2 separate regions of the Mus musculus genome follow, and region 2 is linked to region 1. Evidence: chromatin contacts called from public HiChIP or PLAC-seq data. All regions are on one chromosome and are shown on one strand. The core of a region is the stretch at or near the end of the contact, and the rest is flanking DNA. Distances in the headings are between cores, read along the strand shown. Region 1 has its middle 7.2 kb from the start of 4933402D24Rik. Region 2 has its middle 81 kb from the start of 4933402D24Rik.

Evidence for each region. HiChIP or PLAC-seq counts read pairs in DNA pulled down with a chosen protein or histone mark.
Region 2: an HNF4G HiChIP or PLAC-seq map of pancreatic cancer cells shows a contact between it and region 1. The contact joins two enhancer-like sites. A contact is called at or near these places in 4 of 39 promoter capture datasets (the 3T3-L1 cell line, cranial neural crest, hippocampal neurons and 1 more), 1 of 15 datasets of contacts at CTCF or cohesin (pro-B cells), 2 of 484 Hi-C or Micro-C datasets (cortical neurons and nephron progenitors) and 1 of 115 datasets of contacts at active chromatin or transcription factors (pancreatic cancer cells).

The regions. Positions count from the first base shown.
Region 1 is chr1:63,772,727-63,780,268 of GRCm38.p6, reverse strand. No RefSeq gene overlaps it. Among named protein-coding and RNA genes, the nearest start is that of 4933402D24Rik, 7.2 kb to the right of the region's middle. Within about 2 kb of position 2,803, at least 59 of the 459 cell types and tissues checked have an H3K27ac peak or open chromatin away from gene starts, as enhancers often do. A contact at or near this core is called in pancreatic cancer cells, where this site is marked.
Region 2 is chr1:63,846,977-63,854,518 of GRCm38.p6, reverse strand. No RefSeq gene overlaps it. Among named protein-coding and RNA genes, the nearest start is that of 4933402D24Rik, 81 kb to the right of the region's middle. Within about 2 kb of position 4,113, at least 12 of the 459 cell types and tissues checked have an H3K27ac peak or open chromatin away from gene starts, as enhancers often do. A contact at or near this core is called in pancreatic cancer cells, where this site is marked.

The DNA.
Region 1 (7,542 bases), core at 1,554-4,053:
ATTCAGGAATCTTCACCAGTGACTAGATTGCAACAGACAATTGTGAACTCAAAGGCAGAACTGTTGAACCCTCCTCCATACACCTTTGCTCTGAACTGAAGGACAGTTTTGCTTTGTAGTGAGATGGATTGCATAAATAATTAATCTGGGATCTGGAGAGGTAACTCAGTACAGTGTTTGCTGTGTATGCGTGAAGACATGAGTTCAGTGAGTTACTATCCCTAGCACTCCCTTAAGAAGGTGGGAACAGAAGCATGCCTATAATTCAAGCTCTGGAGAGGTGGAGACAAACAGACCTTGCCATTGGCTGGCCATAGAATCTAGTAGCTGAATAGAAAGCTCCTGGTTCAGTGAGAGATCCTGTCTCAGCAAATAAAGTGGAGGGCAACTAAAGAAGACATGTGATGTCAACATCTCTTCTCTAAAGGCATAAGCACATACACATACATACACAAACACACACACACACACACACACACACACACACACACACACACACACATGCTTTCAACATATATCTAGATGGAAGCATGGGGGATGTAACACTACTATAGTGTATTGTTTTTAAAGGAAATAAACCTAAGACTTTCAGTGATTTCTACAGGATAATCAAATAGTAGATAGTAGTTTTTGGTACTGTTCAACATCTCAGATAACCCTGAGGGATCTGAGGAGTTAGAGAAGTACTCACAATAGCAACCAACATCCCCTGACCTTTTTTACTATCACTGGTCTCTGGGGACCCTGCTTGTTATCACAGGTGGCAGTTTTTCACATCTTCACAATGTCCCCATGAGTTTTTCAGAGGAAAGGGTCAATCTTGCTAAGAGTTTGGTGGCAAGGCATTCTGGTTTGACCACAGCCAGTTTTTGTTGAGGTTTGGTCTGTTGCTATATATTGAAATTCTAAATTCTGTACCCAAAGTTCTTCTTGTGTGTGAATAAATTCCCACATTTACCAACTTTTGTTGTGCAAATCTTGCTCTTTAATTTAAAACTATTGATTAATAAAGATGCCTACAGCCTGTAGTTGGACAGAAGACAGGTAGGCAGGACATTGGTTCCCCAGTTTGGGGTCTAAGAAGACACTAGGTGAGGGGGAAGGAGAAGAAAGATCCATCTCCATCTCTATGGGGAGATGGATTATAAGCACATGGCCATGAGGACCAGACAGTTGGAATAAGAGCTGTCCAGGTAGAACATGGCAAGTCATATTGTCATGGAAGTAGACAAAACAGCATAGATGGTTGATATCTGCCCAGCTCTAGTGCTTTAAGGCTTGTTATAAATATAAATATTTTGTGCCTTTTATTTGGGAATTAAATGATCTAAGATGGGGTAGAAACTCCCAATTAAAATTTATTACAACTTTTATTTATGCCTGTCATACTGCTATAATTATTTTTTTCTGCCATAATTATGGATGACATTGCCCTTCCCAAAAGTGTCTCAGATGATGATCATTGTGGCATGCTGGCTAAGAAATTTACCCATGTGGCTAGTGCCAGCAGAACCAGGACAGGATTCTAAGTCAGTCAGACTGATGCAGATGCAGATGCTCAGCCACTGAAACCCATTTATCTACACTCATTCTCAATGATGCTGACTGAGTCCATTCCTCTGGGAACTGAGATAGTAGGGACTTGGGCATTAAAATTGGAAAGGGGAATTTCAGTGGATTCTAGTTGAGGTCAGAAGGGCTGGAAACCCTTGAAAGGGCTGAAAGGACATAGAGTCTCTGATAGCCATCTTTTAGCTGGAGGGTAAGCTATTGTTTTCTATGTTATCATGCATTAATCTGCTCTCATGCCGACTAAGAATAATGATGAATCTAAACTTCTGTACCTGCTCTCTCAAGTCCAATGGACAATGCTGGCTTTTGGAAGAGCTTTCCTCTTCCCATTTCTCTTACTGCCAGTAACTATCAGCATTTGTCTCCTTTCATGCAATTGGAAGGATGGCTTATGTCTTCAAATGATGGTCAATTTGGGTAAAATAGAAGCCAACATAATCATGGATTCCTCCTTCTACAGTGCCTTCCTTCTCTGAGGTAGGAAATCTGTACATTAGCAAGTGACTGGCTTAAAGACAGAAGGCAGCCAAGCTCACCACTAGACCAACACCACACCTAAAGAACCTTTATAGAAGCATCTGGAGAAGCACAAGTAAACGGACGCCTGGCTGTTTGCTCCTCACACATTGTGAGTGCAATTACTGCCTATTCCTTACATTTTTCCATTTGTTTATTTATTTATTTATTCGCCTTACATCCCAGTATCTGGCTCCCCTCCTCCCTCCATCCTGACTCATCAAGTCTCTGCAGGACTAGGCACATCAGAGACCCCACAGGAAGACCAACAGAGTCAACTACCCTGGATCCAAAGAGGATACATACATGGGCTGGACCTCTCATTCTTTAGGCCACAGTTATTGCTCTTTTCTGATGCATCCAAAGAGGGATTCATCCACACTGTCCTCATACAAACCAAGTTGGAAAACAATTAATTTGGTGGAGTGTTTTTCTCATAGAAGAATCACTATTAATTTTTTTTAATAAAATGTGTTTATTAAACCAAAGGACTGAAAATAGCCCACCTTACAGTTGGGGAAGTTAGACTAAATTATAGAAGAAAGCATACATACATACATACATACATACCAATAAGGGCAAAGAAGAGCCAGAGTAAAGTCTTCTTACAGAATAATTAGCCACAGCAGTGGTGTTCAGAAGTTGCTTCCCCAAAGCACAGTATACAGAAGGTAACCAGGGAAGCCCTAACTCACAAGAAAGAGCATAGTGAGAACAGATGTCTGCAGTTGCTTGAGTGCCCTGGAGGGAACTACGGGAGTAATGATGCATACCCTGGGGTGGGGGTGGGGGGCAGGGAAAAGAAGGAAGGGAGCAAGAGAGGGAGGGAGGGAGGGACAGAGAGAGAGAATGAGGAGGAGGAGGCAGAGAGAGGGGAGAAAGGGAGGGAGGGACAGAGAAAGGGGAAAAGAGGAGGGAGAGGGGAAAGACGGAGACAGACAGGGAGACAGAGGTAGAGAGAGAGAAAGAGAGAAATCCACTGACTCAGAGGGAAGAGAGGAATGGGTGACCTCTTGGCCACTTGCCTGACATTACCCAGAGCCACACCTAAACTGTGGCAAGCAGTTGAGACTTCCAGAGAGCAGATTCCGTGGTCTCCCTTGACCACAGTCTTTCCAGGGTGGAACTGTTCAGGATGTTTTTCTTCTTACTAATCGACACCCAAGCCACAAGAATATTCTCTTTGTTTCTGTTTTCAGAGAACTAAAAAGCAGCAAGCTCCTCAATACCTATATGAACAGGGTTGATGGGGGCTGCCATGACCTTGTGGTGTGATCCCCTGGAAGAAGAGTGTCAAGCCCCACTGTCACCCCCAGGTTCACACACTGGGCTCTAAAACTTAGTGCCCCTTGTCCAAGCAGATTGTAAATGTTGTGCCCATAAAATTAAGTTTCTTACAGTTAAAAACATTTTAAACAAAAGCCTTAGGAAATAAGCCTTCATCCAATGACAGAAAACCAGATATGAGTGTTAACCACAGACTCAAATCCCTCAGAGAAGAAAGGCAACCAAACAGCCAAGCAGACAGATGAGCACACGATCCAGTCAGCCCTCTCTCTTCTGTCTCCTCCTGCTGGAGCCTTTTGTAGATGGAGTAAGTATGTTATTGCTAATACTAGAGAAGGTGCTGATGTTGAAATGTCTCAGTGTTGTTCATTTGAATTTATTGTGGCTGGTAACCAAATACAGACTCCTTCTTATCCCCCAAAGAGTCCTTACCCTCAGAAGCCACAAGAATGCTACACTATCTGGTGAGAAGAGCAGCCCTACAGATATAATTAGATATACAGATGTAGCTTCTAGCCAGCTAGAAGCTTTCATGCTAAGATAAAAAATGAAACAAGTGTGAGCCCTAGCTTCTCACCACAGCTTCTCATGTCAGCCTTAAGGAGCTTGCTAAGATGAGGAAAATAAACATGAGGTCCAGTGATTGGGGAAGAAGATGAAAATTACCTTTGTTCATTGATAACAAACTATGCAGAAAGTATAAGAGAATCAGCCAGGCCTGGTGGAGCAAGCTTGGAACCATGGATACTTGATGGGCAGAGCTGGGTGAATGGCAAATTCAAGACGGACCTGGGTTACAGTGGGAGTTCAAGGCCAGCCTCGACAATTTAGTGAGACACTGCCTAAAAATAAAGTATAAGCAGAGGACTAGGGATTTTGCTCACGGCTAGAGTGAGCCTAGCGTACACAAGGTCCCATGTTCAACCCCAAAGTAGCCCACAGCTCACCTCAAAAAAGAGCACAAAATTAACATAAGAAAGCCAATTCCTAGCCGGATGTGGTGGCGCACACCTTTAGTCCCAGCACTCCGGAGGCAGAGGCAGGCGGATTTCTGAGTTCGAGGCCAGCCTGGTCTACAGAGTAAGTTCCAGGACAGCCAAGGCTATACAGAGAAACCCTGTCTCAAAAAAACCAAAAAAAGAAAAAAGAAAAAAGAAACAAAAAAACAAAAAAAAGAAAGCCAATTCCTACCTATATGTGAACAATTAATGAATGATATTTCGAATAAAACAAGTTACCACTATCATTAATAACCCCAAAATAAAGCACAAGGGTATAGATTTAACAAAATATATACATTCTTAAAAGAGTGACTCTCCAAAGCTTTGGTAAATATATTGTGCTAGCTAGTCTTATGTCAACTTGACACACAAACTAGAGCTATCTGAAAAGAGGCAACCTAATGTGAGAAAATGTCTCCATAAGACTGGCTGTAAGGCATTCTCTTAATTAGTGATTGATGGGAGAGGGCCCAGCCCATTGTGGGCAGTGTAACCCCTGCCCTGGTAGTCCTGGGTTCTATAAGAAAGCAGGCTGAGCCTGGAGTGATGACACCTGGCTTTAATCCCAGCACTCAGGAGGCAGAGGCAGGTGGATCTCTTTTGAGTTCAAGACCAGCCTGGTCTATAGATTGAGTTCCAAGATAGCTAGAGCTACACAGAGAAACCCTGTGTTATGTAGCAGAAGATGGCCTAGTCAGCCATCATTGGGAAGAGAGGCCCCTATGTCTTGCAAACTTTATATGCCCCAGTACAGGGGAATGCCAGGGCCAAGAAGTGGGAGTGGGAGGGGAGGGGAGCAGGGCAGGGGGAGGGTATAGGGAACTTTCGGAATAGCATTTGAAATATAAATAAAGAAAATATCTAATAAAATAAAATTTAAAAAAAGAAAAAGGCAAACAAACTAACAAACAAACCCCAGATGAGCAAGCATGTAAGCAGCATCCATGCATGGTCTCTGCACCAATGCTCTTGCCTCCAATTTCTTGCCCTGTTTGAGTTCATGTCCTGACTTCCTCTGGTGATTAACAGCTATATACAAATGTAAGCCAAATAAGCCCTTTCTCCCTAGCTTGCTTTGGTTACGGTGTTTTATCACAGCAATAGTAACCCTAACGAAGACACATATCAAACAAGAAACTAAGTGGAGAGATTTTGTATTCATGTATGGGAAGGCAGTGCTGTCAAATATGTCATTTCTTCCTCACTGGATCTATAGACTTAACACAGTCCAGCAGCCTCTGCAGATGCAGCTCAGTTGAACTGGTGCTGGCCTAACATGCATGAAGCCCTGAGTTCAACTGCTGGCATCTCACAAACCAGTTACGGTAACACAAGCTGGCAATTCCTGCACTGAGGAGGTGAAGGAGGATCAAAAGTTTCCACTCATCATTGGCTATACAGTGGGTTAAAGCCAGATGGGATACTTGAGTCCCTGTCTCAAACACAAAAAGTTCCAACACAAAGTTCAGCAAGCTACACGTGTTGACTCATTCATGCCAAATATTACATGGAAAGGCAAAAGACCCATGAGATTATGGATAAAATGAAGGTTGCTAATTAACTGCCTTTAAGAAAGAGTGATTTCTGGGGCTGGTGAGATGGCTCAGTGGGTAAGAGCACCCAACTGCTCTTCCAAAGGTTCGAAGTTCAAATCCCAGCAACCACATGGTGGCTTACAACCACCCATAATGAGATCTGACTCCCTCTTCTGGAGTGTCTGAAGACAGCTACAGTGTACTTACATATAATAAATAAATAAATAAATAAATAAATAAATAAATAAATAAATAAATAAAAGAGTGATTTCTTTTAATAGCTGAGTAGTATTCCATTGTGTAAATGTATCACATTTTCTGTATCCATTCCTCTGTTGAGGGGCATCTGGGTTCTTTCCAGCTTCTGGCTATTATAAACAAGGCTGCTATGAACATAGTGGAGCATGTGTTCTTCTTACCGGTTGGGACATCTTCTGGATATATGCCCAGGAGAGGTATTGCGGGATCCTCCGGTAGTACTATGTTCAATTTTCTGAGGAACCACCAGACTGATTTCCAGAGTGGTTGTACAAGCTTGCAATCCCACCAACAATGGAGGAGTGTTCCCCTTTCTCCACATCCTCGCCAACATCTGCTGTCACCTGAGTTTTTGATCTTAGCCATTCTGACTGGAGTGAAGTGGAATCTCAGTGTTGTTTTGATTTGCATTTCCCTGATGATTAAGGATGTTGAACATTTTTTCAGGTGTTTCTCTGCCATTCGGTATTCCTCAGGTGAGAATTCTTTGTTCAGCTCTGAGCCCCATTTTTAATGGGGTTATTTGATTTTCTGGAGTCCATCTTCTTGAGTTCTTTATATATATTGGATATTAGTCCCCTATCCGATTTGGGATAGGTAAAGATCCTTTCCCAATCTGTTGGTGGCCTTTTTGTCTTATTGACGGTGTCTTTTGCTTTGCAGAAGCTTTGCAATTTTATGAGGTCCCATTTATCGATTCTTGATCTTACAGCACAAGCCATTGCTGTTCTATTCAGGAATTTTTCCCCTGTATCCATATCTTCGAGGCTTTTCCCTACTTTCTCCTCTATAAGTTTCAGTGTCTTTGGTTTTATGTGGAGTTCCTTAATCCACTTAGATTTGACCTTAAAAAAATGAATTTATGAAATTCCTAGGCAAATGGATGGACCTGGAGGGTATCATCCTGAGTGAAGTAACCCAATCACAAAGGAACTTGCACAATATGTACTCACTGATAAGTGGATAATAGCCCAGAAACTTAGGATACCCAAGATATAAGATACAACTTGCCAAACGCATGAAATTCAAGAAGAACGAAGACCAAAGTGTGGACACTTTACCCTTTCTTAGAAATGGGAACAAAACACCCATAGAAGGAGTTACAGAGACAAAATTTGGAGCTGTGACGAAAGGATGGGCCATCTAGTGACTGCCATATGCAGGGATCCATCCCATAATCAGCTTCCAAATGCTGACACCATTGCATACACTAGCAAGATTTTGCTGAAAGGACCCAGTTATAGCTCTCTCTTGTGAGACTATGCCGGGGCCTAGCAAACACAGAAGTGGATGATCACAGTCAGCTATTGGATGGGTCACACGGCCCCTAATGGAGGAGCTAGAGAAATTACCCAAGGAGCTATAGGGAACTG
Region 2 (7,542 bases), core at 2,864-5,363, 73 kb before region 1:
TATTCTTTTCAGTTGGGCGTGGTGGCACACGCCTTTAATCCCAGCACTCGGGAGGCAGAGGCAGGAGGATTTCTGAGTTTGAGGCCAGCCTGGTCTACAGAGTGAGTTCCAGGACAGCCAGAGCTATACAGAGAAACCCTGTCTCAAAAAACAAACAAACAAACAAACAAAAAACAAAAACAACAAAACAAAACAAAAAAAGAAAAGAAAAGAAAATATTCTTTTCAATGAAAATTTAAAACTGAAATTGCCAATAAAAATAGCTGAATACATTTGTGTTTTTTACATTTTTCTTCTACTATTTCAAAATTGACAGCAACTTTTTTTAGATTTTATTTTATTTTTGGGTGTATGGGTGTTTTGCCTGCATGTATATTTGTATACCATTTGCATACTTGGTATCAGTGGAGGCCAGAAGAAGGCTTCAGATTCCTTGGAACTGGAATTAATATATGGTTCTGAGCTGTCTTGTGGGTGCTTGGAATCAAACCCAGGCTCTTTCAGCCATTGAAGCAGTCTACAGCCGAACACCAACCTTATTTCTTCTATAATCTCCAGAATTCTAAAAGTTAATAGTTATATATCAACAGATTTAGCATTACTCCTCAGGATTAATGAAAAAAAAAAAAAAGGACAACTCTTATTTCTTTATTTGGAATAACAGAGTACTTTGCAAATGTCCATGCAAGTGTCATAAGAAGGAACCCAGGGATGTTCCTTCTCCTTTTCTCTCTCACTGATTGCAGTTCTTGGAGGGAGAGACAACTAAAGTTTCACACGTTCTCTGTCCCAGAGGATGTGTGATGAACGGGGAGGACGGCAAAGAAGATCTGAGATCTCAGAATGCAGATTCTCAAGTTCACACTGTCTCTGGGTGCCAGTCCACAGTATCACATCTAGATTGTTGAAGACATGAACCTGAAAATACGACAATTAGCAATGACACTTCAGAGCCCCAAATCCCATGGGATTCATCCTGATCAAATATGGTTCATACCAAAACTTTCAAAATTAGAAATGGTTTGAATATACTGGATACCATTAACATATATGCTGATAAAAAAAACAAATAAATGAACTTGGTACCGGACCATGGCTATAGTCAAAGGAGGCATGCTTGATTCAATGCACTTGGCTGTTACTAGATATGTTTTCTAACCACCACGTCATACACATGAAGTTTATATAGCGGTTGAGTGTTTATAAGACTGAGTTTACTAAAAGAAGGTCCCTGGGAGATTTGGCCTCCAGGTCCATGGATGGAAGAGGCAGGTATTCAATGGGAATATAGTGTTTACAGAGAACAAAACCCTTGAGGTGCATCAGAAGGTTTAGCAAAATGTATAGTAGCCACAGATTGACAAGTATGGTTTAGAGAGTCCAATTTTAGCAAATACCAAGCTCTTCTGGCTTTGCACTCTTTCTGTTTAAGATATTCATTTCTTCTGCTCTGGTTGGAAATTGAGATGGTTATACCACAATTCAATAAAAAAGAAAAACTCTTGGGAAATATGCTTGGAAACTAAACTTGTTTACAGAACATCCTGTTGTTTATTTTATCTAGATTGTATCAAGATAGTGATTGAGGTAGACCGTTGGTTAGTAGACTGTCATTAGTTTGCTTAGTAGGTACACAAGATAGTGAAAGACTGCAAAAGAATAAACCTAGCAAGGCGACAGGAAGATTGTCATCACTAGAATGATGAAATTGTTGGCTAAAGGGGGATTCAGAGACATTAGAACTTTTAGCTTTTTGTTTCTTTGTTTTGTTTTGGTTTGGTTTTGGTTTTTCCAGACAGGGTTTCTCTGTATAGCCCTGGCTGTCCTGAAACTCAGTCTGTAGACCAGGCTGGCCTCGAACTCAGAAATCCGCCTGCCTCTGCCTCCCAAGTGCTGGGATTAAAGGCATGCGCCACCACACCCGGCCAATTCCTTTATCTTTGACTTTGTGTGCCCCGGTACAGGGGAACGCCAGGGCCAAAGGGGGGGAGTGGGAGGGTAGGGGAGTGGGGGTGGGTGGGTAAGGGGGACTTTTGGTATAGCATTGGAAATGTAAATGAGCTAAATACCTAATTAAAAAAAAAAAAAAAAAAGACCTTAGTGCACCTTGAAAGTGTTTGATCTGAAAAGCTCTGGGGGTGGTTCTCATCCCTGTCTGATGATAAGTCCTCATGCTAGAGGTTTCCCAAGCTTTCAAACTTATGATGGGATTGTATTCATTCAAACCCTTTGTTTCACAAGGGACTTGATTGGTTTCCATAGGTGCACACATTATGCCAACACCAGGTTCCTAGGACAGCTTTGCGCTCCAACAAGTAGTTCTGCCTTGTATTGTGCTCTCCCTCTGTGACATGAGGCTTGTCCTTGCATCTCTGGAGTTTCATATCCTGAAGACTTCAAGCACAGCAACAACAACGAAAAGTTTGTATTTCACCATAGTTTAAAAATAAGGCTCCAGAATTGTGTATCATTTCAGGTTTTGGTTTCAGTCCCATATCCCAAACACTCACCGCATGATGGTGAACATGAGTAGGGTTGGGCCGTTTCTTCACTCTGAACATAGCAAAACACTGCACTGTTCACAGTCCAGCTGAACATGCTTTCAATTCTCAGTTTGGATGTCTAAGAACACTCATGGTTGCCATAGCAACTGCCTAGCGGTGATTCCTTATAGAGGTGGCAATGAGGACACTGTGTCTTTTCGTTTCTTTTATTATTAGATATTTTCTTTATTTACATTTTAAATGTTATCCCCTTTCCTGGTTTCCCTTCAGAAAACCTCCTATCCCCTCCCCCTGCCCTGCTCAGCAACCCACCCACTCTCACTTCCTAGCCCTGGCATTCTCCTATACTGGGGCATAGAACCTTCACAGGACCAAGGACCTCTCCTCCCATTGATGACCAACTAGGCCAGAGGATGCTGTGTCTTTTTGTTGGTCCTTGAGGTGGGAGGCAGAGGGGCCAGGTTTGAGTGATTTCCTTTTTTAAAAAGTTTTTCAGATGATAATGTGCAACCAGTATTAAAAGTCTCTGGCATAGACCTTTCAAGTTTATTAAGACAGGTTTGACTGAGTTCAAATAGTTCATTCAATTTCACATACCTCCGTTTCACTGCAGAATGCCCCATAGTCTATTCCTGTTATCTATTTAAAATTGCAATATTATTATTACTTTTATTCCCTTCTCAAAGGACTGCATCCACTCTGGCACATCATGTGATTGCCCGCTTTCCAAGGTGCAAACTCATGAATATTCTTAATTAGAACTGTGGTTTCCTGATCTTTCCAATCCAGCTAAGATGGGACTTAATTACAGCAAGGGACCAGGAACATCTGGCAGGTCTAACAACCATGATCTGTGCTTCTGCATGTGCCCTGTGAGTTGCCAGCAAAGCCGTACATTACTGTGATTGCTGATGCTCAGTGGAGATGTAGAGGAAGAAGGAAGCAGAGCCAGCAATAACCTCTCAATTAAGTTTTCCGAAAAATGCAGATGATTAACTGGCTACAGGCAGAGTTTACTCTTCAATCAAAAACAGGAGCAACAACATAAACCAGGCACACCTGCCATCCCAATGACTTAGGGATAGTGAAAAGAAACATTCCATCTTTTTACATTAGCAGGCTGTCCAATGTTTGGCAGCTCCTTTCCATGTGATTCTAGTTTCCTTCCTTCATTAGTATGAGGCTCAAAATAAGTTCTATTCAATTTCATATTATCGACTTGATTTATGTCAAAACACTGTATGTGGTATGACCCAGGCCGTGATTATCTTCAGGGAACCATGACTAGATATTTAAAACATAGTCTTTGAAAACTGATTATTATTTTTTTGGAGGGGGAATTTCACCTTATTTTTAATATGTTAATATTTATCGTTTTAAATTTAATTTCATAATTGAAAACTTTGTGTAGGGCTTTTGGTAAACAACATTGGGGATTTTATCTAGAAAATGTACAGTATGGTAAACAGAAGAACCAATCTTCTGGTGATGTCTAGAAATCAGTGGAAGAGAAGACAGAGTTCCTTCATAATTACAGCACTGAGCAGCCTGTGATAATGGATGAAATGAGCTTAAAGTAAACAGACTTTGAACTTGTCAGGGAGAAGGCAAGAACGCCAATGGGGCTTTCTTACTTTATAAGCAAAAACTGGGAAATCAGGAGTTTCGGGTGACTCATGACAAACAATGATGTAAGAAAGAGTCACTTTTGGGGGCAGAGGGCATTATCACATTTAATTCTTAACCCTGGGAGATTATTTTCAATGTACAGATAAACAGCCACAATTCAAAAGTGCAAAGCTGTTTCTCAGAGATCTCTGAGCAGCAACTGACTTAGCAATCAGTTGATGGAAGGGTGACCAGTACAGCTCAGCTCATCTGTTAGAAGGCTGGGAAGATGCAGCCAGATTGTAGTCTAATCAAGGCAAGATCGCACAATGGGACTGCCAGGTAAGTAAGTTCAAAATTAGCTCCATATTCGTGTCAGCCATTTATGACTTATACATCATCCAGTGCACATCTGCCTGAGAGCTGGGACACCACACCTTAGTCCTAAAAGCACCCCCTCCTTTAAGCTTTCTTACACTTCTGTCCTCTCATTCCCTGTGGGCCCACACATCCATTGTTCCTTTGTTTTTTCTACTCTCTTCTCTTCCAGTTCAGAGAATGAGCTCTTGGAGAGTCTCTTCCATCCATACTGATGGGGGGATCCTTGAGTCTTCTCCCTCTACACTTTGACATATGTCTCCTAAACAGATGCCAGGTCTTCTACTAGGAGAGGTGCATCAGGCCCCAGAGAGGCTGTAGGCTAGTGCTCGGTGTAGTATGCTCCAATCAGAACTAAGAGCCTGTAGACCAATGCTCTGTGCAGCATGCATCAATCAGAACTTTGCCAGGTGTTGACAGTAAGGAAGGACGAGTAAAGAGAGAGGAAGTCAAAATAAAGACAACAGGAAGAGCAGCCTCCCCTCTATCTATCCCTTCCTTCTTTCCTTCCTTCCATCCTCTTTCCTTTCTTGTTTGTGTTTCAAGATGTTTTTTTGTTTTGTTGTTGAGATATGGTCTCATTCTTTAGCCCAGGCTATCCCTGAACTCACAGCATTTTTCCAGATCACTTTGCACCTTGAAAATATCTTACAGAAATTATATATATATATATATATATATATCTTTTTCTCTCTTCCTGGTCAATAAGCTTTGGTTCCAGCTTGGCTTTGAACACAGGTATATAATGGAATGTCTGCAGGTGGCTTCAGGAAGACTTTTCCTGGCTTGCTCTACATTTTAATCAGAAAAGTTTTTCCTTGCCAGCAGATTTTCCTTAAAAGTCGTATTTTAGTTTTTAGGCCCTTAAACCTTTGTTTTCACATGGCTCACTCTGTGACAGGGCAGATTAGTAAGAGCCTGGATTGTCTCTGATCCACCAACCAGCAGAGATCACTGAGAGAGCAGGAGAGGCGGGAGGCGGGTCATTTGTCTTTCCAGTGGGCATGCACAAACGATCCTCTCCCCACATGTGCTCTGAAGAACCCTCTTCTTTCCCTTCAGGTGTTTGACCCTCTATTGAATAGAGGAGTTGATCAAAGTTGAAGCTGTAGCAAGACTGATGGAAAACCTCTATTTCTCAGGAAATCAAATCTTTAGAATCCAAAGCAAAATGCTGATCTCTAACTCAGTTCCCGAGTTTGCCTGCCTCATGTGAGCATGAGCCATGCCGCTTAGGTGTCTTGTTCTCTGGTATCTTTTTAAAAATATGCACATCGAGGGAATTCTACACGGAAAGAGAGGTTTTTTTAAACTGCACTGACCTTAGAGATGGATCTTGTTAAGCAAAGGATGGTAACTTGAAGTAAAGCACCTTGTGTCAATTTCCAAAGAACTATGACTGGGAAGGTTCGTGTGAGGTGAAGGACAACAAGAAGACATAGACATCAAGTTGAGATCCCGTGCCAAACATCTGGAGGAGAGAATGAGAGCATTATGGGAAAACAGATGGAGGGAAGCTTGGCCAGATAAAATTAAAGGCAATGCAGCTCGGTATCTTATTACCTAAGAGAATTTGACTTAAAAGGAAAGCATCTATAAAACTGTACTTTAAATAACCTCTTGACATGAGAACACTTTAAAAAATTGGAGCTCTTATCAGGCCTTGAGGTTTTCTTTGATGGTTTTAATTTACTAATTACTGGGTGCATTGTTGCCTTTTATTATTATTAGAAACAAGGCTAATTGAGAACCAAAAGGCTTGTAAAGGCCCACACTTAAAAATTATTTCCATGTTATTTTAATTAGCCCACTTAAATTCCATTTGAAAAATTAGGGACTTAGCCAAGCATCTGTGTGTGTGAATTAACTATCTCTGTCAAGAGAAGCAGGTGAGCTTCATCGGGAGCTGTTCTCCCTCTGAAGGGGGGGCTCATTTGGTGTGTGTAAACATTTTGTCTGTAGCCATACTGTACACAGACAGAGCAGAGGCTCACCAGCATTGCACAAACCCAATACAAATGTAAAGAGTTGGATCTTAAAAACTTTACCGAGTTTTCCCCAAGACACTAAGCTCTGAAATGAAAATTAATAATGATGTCAAGATTATCTAATATCAGAGCTGGAGAAATGGCTCAGAGGTTAGAGCATTTGCTGCTCTTCCAGGGGCTCTGAATTCAGTTCCCAGAAAGTGCACTTGTGCGTGTACACACACACACACACACACACACACAGGTACAACATACAAATGTCATACACTCACAGAGACACATAACCATATAAATAAAACCCATACACACAAATAAAAATACATTTTAAAAGAATGTATACTATTAAAAGTGAGTTTATAGAGACATTTACACATCTTTACATTAAAGGCCTCCTTGCATTTCACAGGAACAATACAACATAGAGTTCTTAAAGTCAACACTGTATTACCGAGGTCTCAAGATAGGCCTGCTGATGAAGAGCACACACACACACACACACACACACACACACTTTACTATGTCACCGATCTTTTGAAGAGTGGGTCCTCATGCCCTCAGCTTCCCCTGGCCACCTTGTATTAAAATGGTTCAGCCCTGAGTCATAAGCTCACAAACTGGGACAAGCACGTCAGCTCAAGTATCCCTCCAAGAGGTCTACTGAGAACCTCACCATCTTTCATCGCCTGTAGCTAGCTTCTTCCTCTCATGCTACGCACAACCATTCTTCACATTTTTTCAGAAACAATTAATTATTTGCTTCTCATCTCTTCCAAATTCACCACTGATAAAGGGCCAACGTGCATAACAGATCTTCCTGAAACTTTGGGAATAGCAAAGAGGGACTCTCTCCTCGTGGAATAATAAATTACTTAAAGTGGATGCAAGATGATGTGGTGTTCTACACTTCAAGACCCTCTGCCACTGCCAGGGGAAACTTCTTGGGATTTCCTGCCTTGCACCCTAGCCAGCTACCGTATCAGTGGGGACACTATTACAATCAGTATTTCCATTTTCTAACTTTTCTTTAGCCTCCCATGGCTTTTCCCTGCCACCCCTGCCCCCTG